Linked DNA regions of Gossypium hirsutum: all the other regions are linked to region 2. The links are chromatin contacts, called in public Hi-C maps. All regions are on one chromosome and are shown on one strand. Each heading gives the region's core, a stretch centred on a gene start, on an enhancer-like site or on the middle of the called end of the contact. The rest is flanking DNA. Distances are from core to core; before and after follow the strand shown. Region 1 holds the start of LOC107889244 (tRNA N(3)-methylcytidine methyltransferase METTL6). Region 2 holds the start of LOC121210047 (putative serine/threonine-protein kinase). Region 3 holds the start of LOC107889213 (pentatricopeptide repeat-containing protein At3g26782, mitochondrial).

Region 1 (3,734 bases), core at 1,015-3,514, 180 kb before region 2:
TCAGTTACCTATTTGATTTCCTTACATGTTCGCAAACAGCTTGCTGTCCACCTGGTTAGAGCAGAGAGATCTTCAACATAGCATTTGCATTCTGCCATTCCATGGTATACCAACATGTAGGCATTAAATTTTGCTAACCATTTTGCTCATTGAACTTCATTACCAGAATTTCATGGAATGACTGGGGGTAAAATTACTTGTACACTTATTTAATACCAAAATCAAAGTTAGTGTGAGATTTATGAAACTGAAAACGTATGGAGATTAATGTATACTGTCAATTCCTTTTCTTTCTATTTCATACAGTATATCAGCAGTGTACCATGCTATGATGATAAATTGAATTTCTGAGCCTGGAATATCTTTGAAGGTTTCTCAAGCTGCTATCATTCATATGTTCAACTTCAATCTTTCTTTTCCCATTGATGCATGCTATTGTGATATCACTGCTGTTGAATATGATCTAGAAATGGTTGATGTTTGTTTGTTTTCACCCATTACTGTGATATCCATGGGTGCTCTGAAACCCTGGCTTCATATGCTATCACTGGTGCGTATACAGCATTTGACGGCTAAAAGATTTGGCATTTTAGTCTGTCCTCGTGATTCAGTTTTAGAACAACTTGTCAATGTTATAAACCTTGGCATCTGAGCATGCAAGCTGAAGCACCAATTTTGGAGCATAAATTCTAGGGACAGGATGCTGAAAACCACCATAGAAAAATTCTTTTACCAATTCTACATGCTGTCCCCAGTCTCCACAAATTTGTTCACACAAGTACCATCAACCCCTCAAGCCAATCCCAAAGGATCTTTAAATTTATACAAATGCATAAAAAATCCGGTAAGAATACAAATATCATTTCTCCAAGGACTGTACCTAAAAGTAAACCTGTTGAAAGTGGGAAATGTGTGGTTTATTAGTTAATTATTTACTTTACTCTTAAATCTGTGCGGGTTTAGGTTGTTTGATTCAATCGATTATTGTTAGAAGGTAGATTAATTTATTTTATCATATATATTCATAAAAAAGAAATAAATGTTTTAACAATGCAATGTTAAAATTTTTGGTTGGGTTGATGTCACGATTCAACTTAACATCAATAAAAATAAAAAGTTATTCCTTTTACAAAGTAAATTATATTACCATGAGAATATTGTCTTTTTATAAATCAACAAAAATTCACAATGTTAATATTTAACACTAAGTTTTAAATATTAAACTTTATCCTTTCAATCAAAGCTTTATTTAGCTTGTATATGAATTGTTAATAAATATATTTATTAAATAATTCTTTTCCCATATTATGCATGTGTATAATTTGGAGATATCAAATTCGAGCCCCAACATGTGTAATATAATGTGAATTGGAACCTAAAATTCTTAAGTTTAAAGTTGATAATATGTAGGATTATTGGTTTATAATCTATAGAAAGAAATTTTAAGGGGTTCAAGTTGACTGGTAGCGAACAGTTCATTTGAGATCATCAACTCAACATGTTTTTCTTTTCTGTTTTGTTGACAAACATAAATTGAACATGATGGTTCATATGAAATCCGAGTTTAGTTAAGGTAAACTACAAAAATAGTTATTTTTGTTTGTCTCAAGTAACATTTTAGTTATTATGTTTGAAATGTTACGTTTTAGTCACTTATGTTATTATTTTGTTACGAAGTGATTAATCTTCCGTTAAGTTCTGTTATCTCCGTAACGATAATCCTACGTGGCAGTCCAACTAGATTTTATAGTAAATGAAAGTTGGCAATATTGTAAAGTTGTTTTTAATACTCGATTTTATAACAAGCAAACACCTGGAACAAGAAAATCCAAATTTTGCCCTCAACATTTGCACATTTTTGCATGTAAGTCCTTATACAATTTACATTTGTAACCCAGAGGACTTATGAGTATAGTTGTTAATGCATACTTTACATGGCTAAATTGTCTGTTAATAGTAAATCAAATGCATAATTTAGTTGGATGATGTATGTATTAACAGATGAACTTAAAATCTAGTTAGACTGTCACGTAGGATTACTGTTAGGGAGATAACGGAATTTAACGGAAGAGTGATCACTTCTTAACAAAATAATAACATAAGTGACTAAAACGTAACATTTCAAACATAAGTGACTAAAATATAACCTGAGGCAAATAAAAGTGACTATTTTTACAATTTACCCGTTTAGTTAATGTTCTATTTTTTACTTGTAACCTAAAGAAAGATAATTGAATTGCAGAGGGCCCAAGTTGGGCTGGTGGCGAACATTTAATTTGAGACCATCATCAACCCACCATGTTTTTTTCTTAATAAACATATACCCAACATGTTGGTGGTTTGAGAACTCAAAACTTTGATCCGACTAGACATTTTCGAAGACAAATAAATGAGTGCATCGGCGGCTGAAGCTTCAGAGTACCATTCCAAAGACTTCAACTGGGACACACTTCGACTAGAAATAGAAAACGACCCTTCTCTTAACTACCATCTTCTCCCTTTTGTATCCCCACAACCAGAACAACAACTTACAAAAGATCCCATAAAAGCATGGAAAAGTTTCCACATTCAACATTCTTCTGGCAAATTCTTCAAGGTTTGTCTATAACCCTCCACCCCCCTCCCCCCAAAAAAAAAAGAAAAAAGAAAAAAAATCCAATCTTTCCTTCATTCTTTTTCTGGGTATTCTGTTGCCTTTTAGTTCTTTGTTGTGTAAGCTTAAATGGGTACTATGTTTGATACAGGAGAGGAGGTACTTGTTAAAAGAATTTCCAGAGCTGGTTTCTTGTGGAGATGGTTGTAAGGTTTTGGAGGTTGGGTGTGGAAATGGCAGTACTGCCCTTCCTATATTGCGGTAACCCCTAAATTATCTTCGTTTTTAATTTTTTTTGGTTGTTATAATTTAAATAAAATTTGATAGTTGTACTATATTCTTAACTGTCTAGTGCAGTGAAAAATGATGTTTCGTTGTGTTGATGATATGAGAAAAGCGTTGGTTTTCTTTAGTTATTATATTAAAGAAAGATTAATGGTTTTCGAATATTGTTGAAAGTATGGATTTAACAACGGACTAATATTGTCTACTTTTAACTTGTTTCGTCTTAGGTAGCTGCTAATCTTAATTAATCACTTTGGTTTTGTTCTACCATCCAGTTAGAAGTGAACTATATTCTGCAAAAGTTTATATCATTATTCAGGATAAGAGCCTGAGAGAACTTTAGATGATACTTATGAAAGTTGAGATTGTTTTCTTTGAGCTTTTGTTGTGAAGATTAATATTGAAGTATTGAGAAATTGTAGATGGACAGTAATATCAAATAATGTTGAATTTTCGTTTCTTGTACTTATACCTTCAATACATTTATCCAGTGGCAACGAGAAAATTATTCTATATGCATGCGATTGTAGCAATGAGACCCTACAGAGAGCTAAAGAGTTCGTAGCTGCTAGTAATGTAGCATCAGTTGAGAATCGTTTCAGGCCATTCTATTGTGATTTTGCAACAACGGGATTTCCAAAGTGGTTAGCTTGTGCTAATTGCAGAGAAAATCTTGGACAAAAGGACCAAATTTGTGTTTCAGGTAGCTATCTTTCATGTGTCTTACATTGCTTTGCTTCCAATTATTGGCTTTTCTTATATCATGGCCTTAATATCTCGCTTTTTCTTCCCAGATGTTGGAGAAGAAAGAACCCTTGAAACTGGTTCATGGTCAATGGAAGAAAGAAGCTGTTGC
Region 2 (4,165 bases), core at 797-3,296:
TTACCCCCATAACCAAGCTCTTCCTTTCAATGAAAACGACTCTCAGGAGATGCTTCTTTTAGGACTGCTAAACCAAGCTCCGGCAAGCTCTAGAGATGATCATGAAGTAAGCTCGAAAGCAAATGAAGAGGAATCGTCTACCAGGGAGGCTTCTTATAGAGGAGTTAGGAGAAGACCATGGGGGAAATATGCAGCTGAAATAAGGGATTCCACAAGGAATGGTGTTAGGGTTTGGCTTGGAACCTTTGATACAGCTGAGGCTGCTGCTTTAGCTTATGACCAAGCTGCATTGGCAATGAGAGGTTCCATGGCTATTCTCAATTTCCCAATGGACAAAGTCTACGAATCACTTCGAGAAATGAACTATGGGTTTGAACAAGGTTGCTCACCTGTTTTAACCATGAAGAAAAGATACTCCTTGAAAACCAAGAAGGGGTCGTCCATGATGATGAAGAGGGCCAAGAAAGAAAAGGAAATTAACAATACGGAAAATGTAGTAGTGTTGGAGGATTTAGGTATTGAATACTTGGAGGAACTTCTTACCATCTCCGAGAGTTCTAATATTTGGTAAATTACTTTAGAATAACTTTGATTAATTCATAATTAAAAAATAATAATAATTGTATCAGTCAGTTAATCCTTTTTCCTGTTTAGATATCGAGGAATGAGAATTTTTTCTTGATTTTGGCTTTTTGTAAATGCAAGAAGGATTAATGTCTTTTGTTGGATATAGAGAGGTATTTTTTATATGTCAACTTGGGCTAGTGGACAATATCATTATATGGTACCATCGTTTTCAGTTTCCATTAAGCTGGAACATGATGATGACAATTATTTTCACAGTTGTTGAGCCTTTGCAATTAGAAACTGTACTTAAATTTATAACTGATTGGATTTGTCTGGCTAATTTTGAAGACCATATTAATCATCCATATATATATAAATTATTGTCAATTTCTTTTTCCTATACCAACCCAACAATATGCATTAATTAAAATATAGATATAAGATATTGCTCCACAAGTCCCCACAATTTAGTCCCAAAAATCATTGATATATGCATTTTGAATCTTAAAATCTTATAAAATATAAGATGACATTGAAATCATATTGAGATCTCATAAATTGAAAATCAGCCTCCTTCAAACAAAATATATGGTTTTTGCATATATTAATCCAGTCATAACTTACTTGGAACCAGAAGATGGAAGAAATTAATACAAGAAGGGACAACATTTAACAATTACTGCACAACTGGTTGACTCGTGATTCATCCCAATGCTTTTAGATATTCTCACGTAAACAATAATTATTGTTATGTAATTTTAATTTCGTGTGATTTTATACATAAAATTTTAGTTTAATATAATTTTTACAAATCGCTAATATAATATTATAGAATTAACACAATTTTATATTGATATATTGCATACACAAATAATTATATTAATCCAATATGAAAATAAATGTGTGTATTCATTTCTTTGAACGTATTCAATTAAATCAAAATCAGAATTTCATTTACATATATGAATGGCAATTATAGTTTTATGTTTACAATTACACCAAAATAAAATTCATATATCAAATCATATATTAAACCAAAATTGTTATATAAATTTAATATTTATATTCTTTTATGGTGAATAATCTTATGCTTTTTTTTTACGGAAAGTAGAGGCTTTCATGGAGGGTTTGGAGCCTGTCATGGCCCATTGAGCGAAGAACCTACCACCTTGGCTTCAAGAGTAAGGTTGTGGTTAGTTAGGTGGTGAGTTATTACACCTTTAATCTTGTATAGTTAATGTGAAATCATTCGATTAACTAACCCCTATTGAAGAGTGTTTAAAGACTATCAAAGACCACACAAAATGATCAAAGGATGAAAGTGCACTAGGTCTTACTTAAATTGATGCATGATAGAATCAACCCCTTTTAAAGAGGGATAAAGTAGTAGATAAGTTTTATCCAAAAATTACAAATCCCATTAATAGTTACAAATCAAAATCGTCAATATTTATCCGATTGAGTCTTAGTTTGATTGGCATGAACATTGTTATTAATATAGGAGAACGTGAATTCGAGTGCGTTGAAGCACATTATCCTTCTAATTATGGGTTAGGGAGGAGAACATTGTTGTCAATACAGGAGAATGTGGATTCGAGTGCATTGAAGCACATTATCCTTCTAATTATGGGTTGGGAAAGAGCTATAGGTAGTTCTAGACATTATATAAAAAAGAGTAGATATGATCAGAACCTATAATGAAATTATTCAAAAAAAATTGTCACTCTAATAGCTATTATTAAGACACTTTGGTTATAGGTAATTTATAAAGTTGATCATATTACTAGTAAAAAGATTACTTTCAAGTGCTTGGAAGGAGAGTCAAAAAGAAAAACTAGCAAGGAATTGGTTAGTTAATATAGCCAACAAACACAAAAGGGGAGAACCACGTGTATTTGAATTTATCCCCAATTCTCCTATATGATCAAGCTATCATTTATTTTCCAGGATTTCTTTAAGATCAATCATTAACTAAATTTAATGGTCAATCTTCTCTTGTTCTTATGTGGCTATATTAAGAGTATGGTTCAGCAATGATCTGGTCCAAGTTGAACTCGTTATTCACAAGAGGCTTATGAAAAATAAAAAGAGAGAAGATACCCCATGAATGCTTCATGTATTTTGACCGAGACCAAAGGCAGCTGATTAGTATAAAGTTCAGGTTCATGCGCACGTAAGAAAAGGACAAAAGGCCAAAATGGAGGGAAAAAGCTAGTTTTAAGAAAGTAATGCCACTTAGCCAAATTAAAAGCATGTTTGAATAGCTTTGCGTAATGGATGTTTGGTGAATGAAAAGGTGGAAAATGACATGTTTTAATGGATTTGAAAGTCGTTTGAGTACGTTGGGTTGGGAATGGGCCTTTTTGAAGAATGGAGGAATCATTTATAACTAGAGAGTAGAGACTAGTAGGGATTACCAAATTGCAAACTTTCTTTGAAGCGGAGGAGACAATAGATACTTTCTTTGGGCCAGAATCGTTGAGCTATGATGGGTCATGAAAAGCGTATAATCGGCCTTGTTAAAGGACTTTAGTTTTAAGGTCTTTATCTAGGTGAAATGGAGTTACAAGTGAAATGGTGACATATATTTATTTATTTTAGGTATCTTTCACGTCTGGTTTCTAATTCATGTTTAGAGTTGTTCCATAATATTATCTTTAAGTTTCGAATTTATATTCTTTTTTTGGAATATGAAGTGTCTTGTCATTGCATCTAACACTTGTTAGTGGTAAAATATTTATTTTCATACATTTTCATTAAAAAACATAATATATTTTCTAAATGTCTCAAAAGATACTAGACTATAACATACCCACGATATGGATAAAAAAAATACTTATATAACTTAAAAGTTTATATAAAAAATAAATAATGCTTTAATTAAAATGGTAAAATTGAAAGATTGAAATTTTAATGTTTTTTGTTCAAATTTTATTATGTGTAAATTTTATTAATTTAAAAAATATAAAAAGGTAAAATTCATTCATAATAATATAACTTACTTTATAAAAAGATTGAGTTTATAATAATTTTTAAATTGAGTTGACATCGAATTGATGAGTGATTAACTCAATCAGAAATTTTATTATAGTAAAAATTTTTCCAATAATAAATATGTGAACTAAACAAAACATTAATTTTTAACCACTTTTAAATTTAGTAAAAATGAATTAAAAAACCTACAACTTTTCAAATAAAAATAATAATAATCAGGCTTTCCACTCAATTGTGCTATCAATTTAAAATTATATGAATCAAGACTTTTGACAAGCAAAAACGATCATTGATAATTATTTTATTGAAATGGCCATTAACAGCAATTGACTCAATTGTTATAATGTTGACATGGCAGTCTAGGGGTGGGTTTGGATGGGCGATTGTGTGCGGTGCGGTGCGTTTAGCTTATTTTTTATCTCACGCTACAGTATCGCTACAGTATCTAATCACACCGCCACCACTGTTTTTACACTAACCGCAAGTAAACGCACCGCCCATCCAAACTCACGGCATTGTTAAATCAACAAAAAATAAAATTTTCAAAATTTGAAATATATATAATTTAATATCACAAAAATACTGTAAAAGTCAAAAAGTTGTT
Region 3 (4,147 bases), core at 1,167-3,666, 130 kb before region 2:
TGAAGAGTGAGAGAGAGAATTTTAATCCTTTTCATTAACTTTTAACTGTGGATATCCTCACTGTGTTCTTAGAACATACATAAACAACTAGGGTGCTACCAGTAATCTCCACAGGAACAGGTTCCGTCTCTGAAGTGGTGAAAGCGCTTTCGATCACGTACTATTATTACTCTCTGATATATTTTAGACAGCAGCTTAGTTGCAGTGTGACAGTCTTTACAAACTCTCAGATTTTTTACAACCTGAATTGGAGTGCCTGGAGCTGTGCTAATGAGGCCAAAAGCGATAGCCAATTTTTCGCTGTGATAATTGAGTGCCGTTTCTTTCTCTTCCTCATCTATATTTCTTAAGACAGCAGAAGTGTCTGCCATGTACCCTGCCTCCTTTAGCTTGTTTCCCATCTCAGACACCATATCATTTATCTTTTCTATTTCTGGGTGTGCTTTATCTCCCATTATGAACTCATAAACATATCCATTTACTTCGATACAGCTGAGCCCTGGTTCTTTTCTCATTCCCTTGTTCTTCATTGCTTTTCTCACCTCTGCAACGTCATTCCACCTATTTGCCACTGCATATATATTTGAAATAGAAACATTATAACCACAGTTTTGAGGTTCCAGGTAAACAAGTTGCCTAGCAGCCATTTCCCCTAATACAGTGTTGTGGTGAAGCTTGCATGCAGCAAGAAGAGCACTCCATATAATGGAGTTTGCCCTTATAGGCAAGCTTTTGATAATCCCATAGGCCTCATCAAGCAGTCCTGCTCGACCAAGAAGATCCACCATACAACCATAGTGTTCAATCTTAGGAACCAATGCAAATGCATGAACCATTTTCTCAAAAATTAACTTCCCTTCTTCCACCAATCCTGCATGGCTACAAGCATTTAGAAGTCCAATAAATGTGATATCATTTGGCCTAGCACCCTCTCTTTCCATCTCGGAGAATAGCTCCAAAGCCTCCTTACCGCATCCATGCATTCCTAATCCTGCCATCATCGTATTCCACACACCAATATCTCTATCTTTAACTTCCCTGAACAGTTTCCAAGCCCCATCAATGTCTCCACACTTGGCATACATTTCCAATAGTGCGGTTTTTAATATTGTATCCATTTCAACAGCTTGCCTGTCTATGACAGTATGAATCCATTTACCCATATCAAGGGCTCCAGTCTCTGCACAAAGTGAAAGCATCGTAGTCATTGTTACTTGGTTAGGTCTCAACCCATATTCCATCATCTTGACAAAAAGATCAAAAGCCTGATCTATGCAATGTGTTTGTGCATGAGCTGCAATGATAGCACTCCAGATCATAACATCTTTGTCTTTAACTGAGTCAAAAACTGCTCTAGCATTCCTTATCTCTCCACATTTCCCATACATATCAACCAGAGCAGTAGCAAGAGCCAGAGACAAACAAATCCCGTTTCTCAAAATATAAACGTGTAATTGTTTTCCCAGTTCTAAAGCCCCCACAAAACTACACTCTACAACTAAACACAGCAAAGTAATCTCGTTTGGCTTTATCCTTTCTTCAATCATTCTAGCAAAAAGCTTCATTCCCTCTTCTAATTTATAGCAATGAATATATCCGGCTATCATAGCAGTCCATGAAACAACAGTTTTCTGGTTCAATCCATTGAAAAGCAGTCTTGCAGAAGCTAAATTTCCACTTTTTGCATACATATGAATGAAAGCAGTAGTTAACTGAACACTCATTTTCTCAAGATTCCTTGTAACATAAGCATGCATTGCTTTTCCCATTTCAACATCCATGAGGTCTGCAAATAAAGTAATCATGCTAATCATGGCAACTTCACTAGGTCTTATCTGTAAAATTTGCATCTTTCTTATCATCTCCAATGCTTCCATGTAGAATTTGCTTCTAACATAGCATCTAATCATTGTACTCCAAGAAACAGCATCTCTTTCATACATATTATCAAACAACAGTCTGGCAGAGACAACACTGTCACATTCACTATACATTTGTATCAAAGCATTACTTACAAAAACATCTTCAGTCAATCCATTCTTCACAGAAAAACCATGTATTTCTTTGCCCAATTGGGTGTTTGAAACAAAACTACAAGCTTTCAGTACTGCAGGGACCATGAAGTTATCAACTTCATAATCCATTCTTCTCAAATAAGTATAGATGTCAAGTGCACTGTGGGGTTGGCTGTTTTTCGTGTAAGATGTAATAAGGAAATTGAATTGTGCTGAAGGGCTGAACTTGGTTACATTGAAGTGAGTTTTCACCGTTAGAGCATGGGTTTGCCTGGTTTGTTCAAGGGTGGGTTGAAGAAAAGTTTCAGATTTTGGAATTTGGATGAATTTGATTGTTGAAGCCAAGGCAGAAGGAGAAGAAAGTGACGGTTTCTCTGTTGCAGCTACTTTCATCATGTCCATGGCGTTTTGTTATCTTAACAAATAAAATATCTGGTTTGCAAAACTTCAGTTCTTTTTCCCACTGATAGTTCGCACTATGCTGTTTTGTTCTTTTCATAGAATTTTAGAGGTTTTCAAGCTTCCCCTTCGGCCCAAAATTATGTGGGCCGAAGTACACCTAATATCTCCACTAAAACCCTGAAATTCTCCCATCCTTTCATGGTTCTCTGCTATAGGGTTTCACATAAACCCCCAAATTCTTCAATCTTCCTTGTGCAGAACTCCAAGCCCTAAATATCAGCAAAAGACAAAACATTTTCATGTTCTACCTTAGTGTTTTGCTTGATTTTTATGGTCATATAGCACACATCGAAGGCTTGCAGGTGACTTTTATTGTGAGCTCAAAAGTTGTGCAACATCATAAATATCATCCCCTTCAACAAAAAAAAAATCTGATATTTCTGATAAATATTAAAGGTGCTCATGGCCGGGTTTTTGTAAGGTATTTAGATCATTTTTTTAAATTCAAGTTCAATTCGGATAAAAAATGGGCTTATTTTTTCTCAAGGCTGGCCAGATTTAAAAAAAGTAAATCTGAAGTCGACTCGATCCACCCATATTTAATTTTTTAGATTAATTTTTATTTAAAATTAAAATTTTTAAAGAATATAATACACTAAACGCATTAAAAAGATTAAAATAAAAGTTTTGTAACATATTAAAAATATATTATATTAAAAAAACACTACCACAAATATAATAAATATTTTATTATATTAAAAAATACAAATAAATATAATAAATATTTTATCGTATTAGAAATAAATTTTATATTTTAGGTTGAATTATTTTGTTGGGGAATTTCTTTTAGGTATTGGACAACGGAAATAATTGTTATTAGATTAACAATTTAATATAAATATTAATATAATTCAGGCTGAGTCAAGCTTGAACCCAAAAAATCTTATTTAAACCCGACTCATAAAGAAAACGATGATCATATTTTATCTAAATCTTCTCCTAATAAATAATGATTCCCGGCTTTTAATGGATGGATGATGACGTTTTCTTAATACCCATTTGCTAGTCTATGGTTATTAGAATGAGGTGTGGATTTGTTTTGTTAATTTGATGAGGTTTTCAAGTTCCAGTCCAAGAAATGGGCATTTTCAATTTCATTATAACCTTTTGTTTAATTTAGCAACTTCTTTTCTGTTAAAATCGTTCATAAAAAATATAGACTTAACTGTTCTGTGGTGTTTTACTTTCTACAAATTTTGTGCCTTAGCCGGCTATGTATTTCACCGAAAATGATTTCCATAAAAATTCATTGTTTTTTTTTTTGAAAAACTAATGTTTTGGAAAATTCTGAGTAAAATCATTTTTCAATGTTTAATAATGATTAAATTACTTAAAAGGCCCTTTTCCATGCATATTTACGAAAATAGATCGATTATACCATTATTTATTGGAAAAGGTTAATTTTTACACAATGCGCCTATGTGGTCGCCTTTTAGGAAGAAAAAGTCAGAAAATCGCTTCTTTAAGGAAGCGTTTTTTGCCACGTCAACAAAACGCATCCACATGAAAGAGTTTTGTTGACATGGCGAAAAAAGATTCCTCAAGGGAGTGATTTTCTGGCCGATTTTTAAATTCCAACGGTAAAAAAGAGAGTATAAACCCCCACCACTCCTATTATTTCACATATAAATTCTTAACAATTTAGCAAAAAATCTTTACAATTTCTCCCT

The links. Hi-C and Micro-C count contacts between places; a contact is called where the count stands out from the background.
Region 1: a Hi-C map of leaf shows a contact between it and region 2, with 2.3 times the contacts expected there. The contact joins the promoter of LOC107889244 here to the promoter of LOC121210047 in region 2. A contact is called at or near these places in 2 of 34 Hi-C or Micro-C datasets (hypocotyl and leaf).
Region 3: a contact with region 2 is called in a Hi-C map of leaf, with 2.2 times the contacts expected there. The contact joins the promoter of LOC107889213 here to the promoter of LOC121210047 in region 2. A contact is called at or near these places in 5 of 34 Hi-C or Micro-C datasets (hypocotyl, leaf and petal).

What each region holds. Positions count from the first base shown.
Region 1 is chrA11:108,030,093-108,033,826 of Gossypium_hirsutum_v2.1, forward strand. It overlaps LOC107889244 (tRNA N(3)-methylcytidine methyltransferase METTL6), which reads left to right and starts at 2,265. Exons shown (of 8, transcript XM_016813607.2): 1 at 2,265-2,596; 2 at 2,745-2,854; 3 at 3,370-3,581; 4 at 3,673-3,734. The coding sequence starts at 2,390. LOC107889254 (protein EIN4) reads left to right here. Exons shown (of 2, transcript XM_016813619.2): 2 at 1-296.
Region 2 is chrA11:108,214,000-108,218,164 of Gossypium_hirsutum_v2.1, forward strand. LOC121210047 (putative serine/threonine-protein kinase) reads left to right here and starts at 2,047. Exons shown (of 5, transcript XM_041082123.1): 1 at 2,047-2,215. The coding sequence starts at 2,047. LOC107904633 (ethylene-response factor C3) reads left to right here. Exons shown (of 1, transcript XM_016831070.2): 1 at 1-843. The coding sequence ends at 571.
Region 3 is chrA11:108,080,845-108,084,991 of Gossypium_hirsutum_v2.1, forward strand. LOC107889213 (pentatricopeptide repeat-containing protein At3g26782, mitochondrial) reads right to left here and starts at 2,417. Exons shown (of 1, transcript XM_016813571.2): 1 at 13-2,417. The coding sequence starts at 2,417. The coding sequence ends at 96.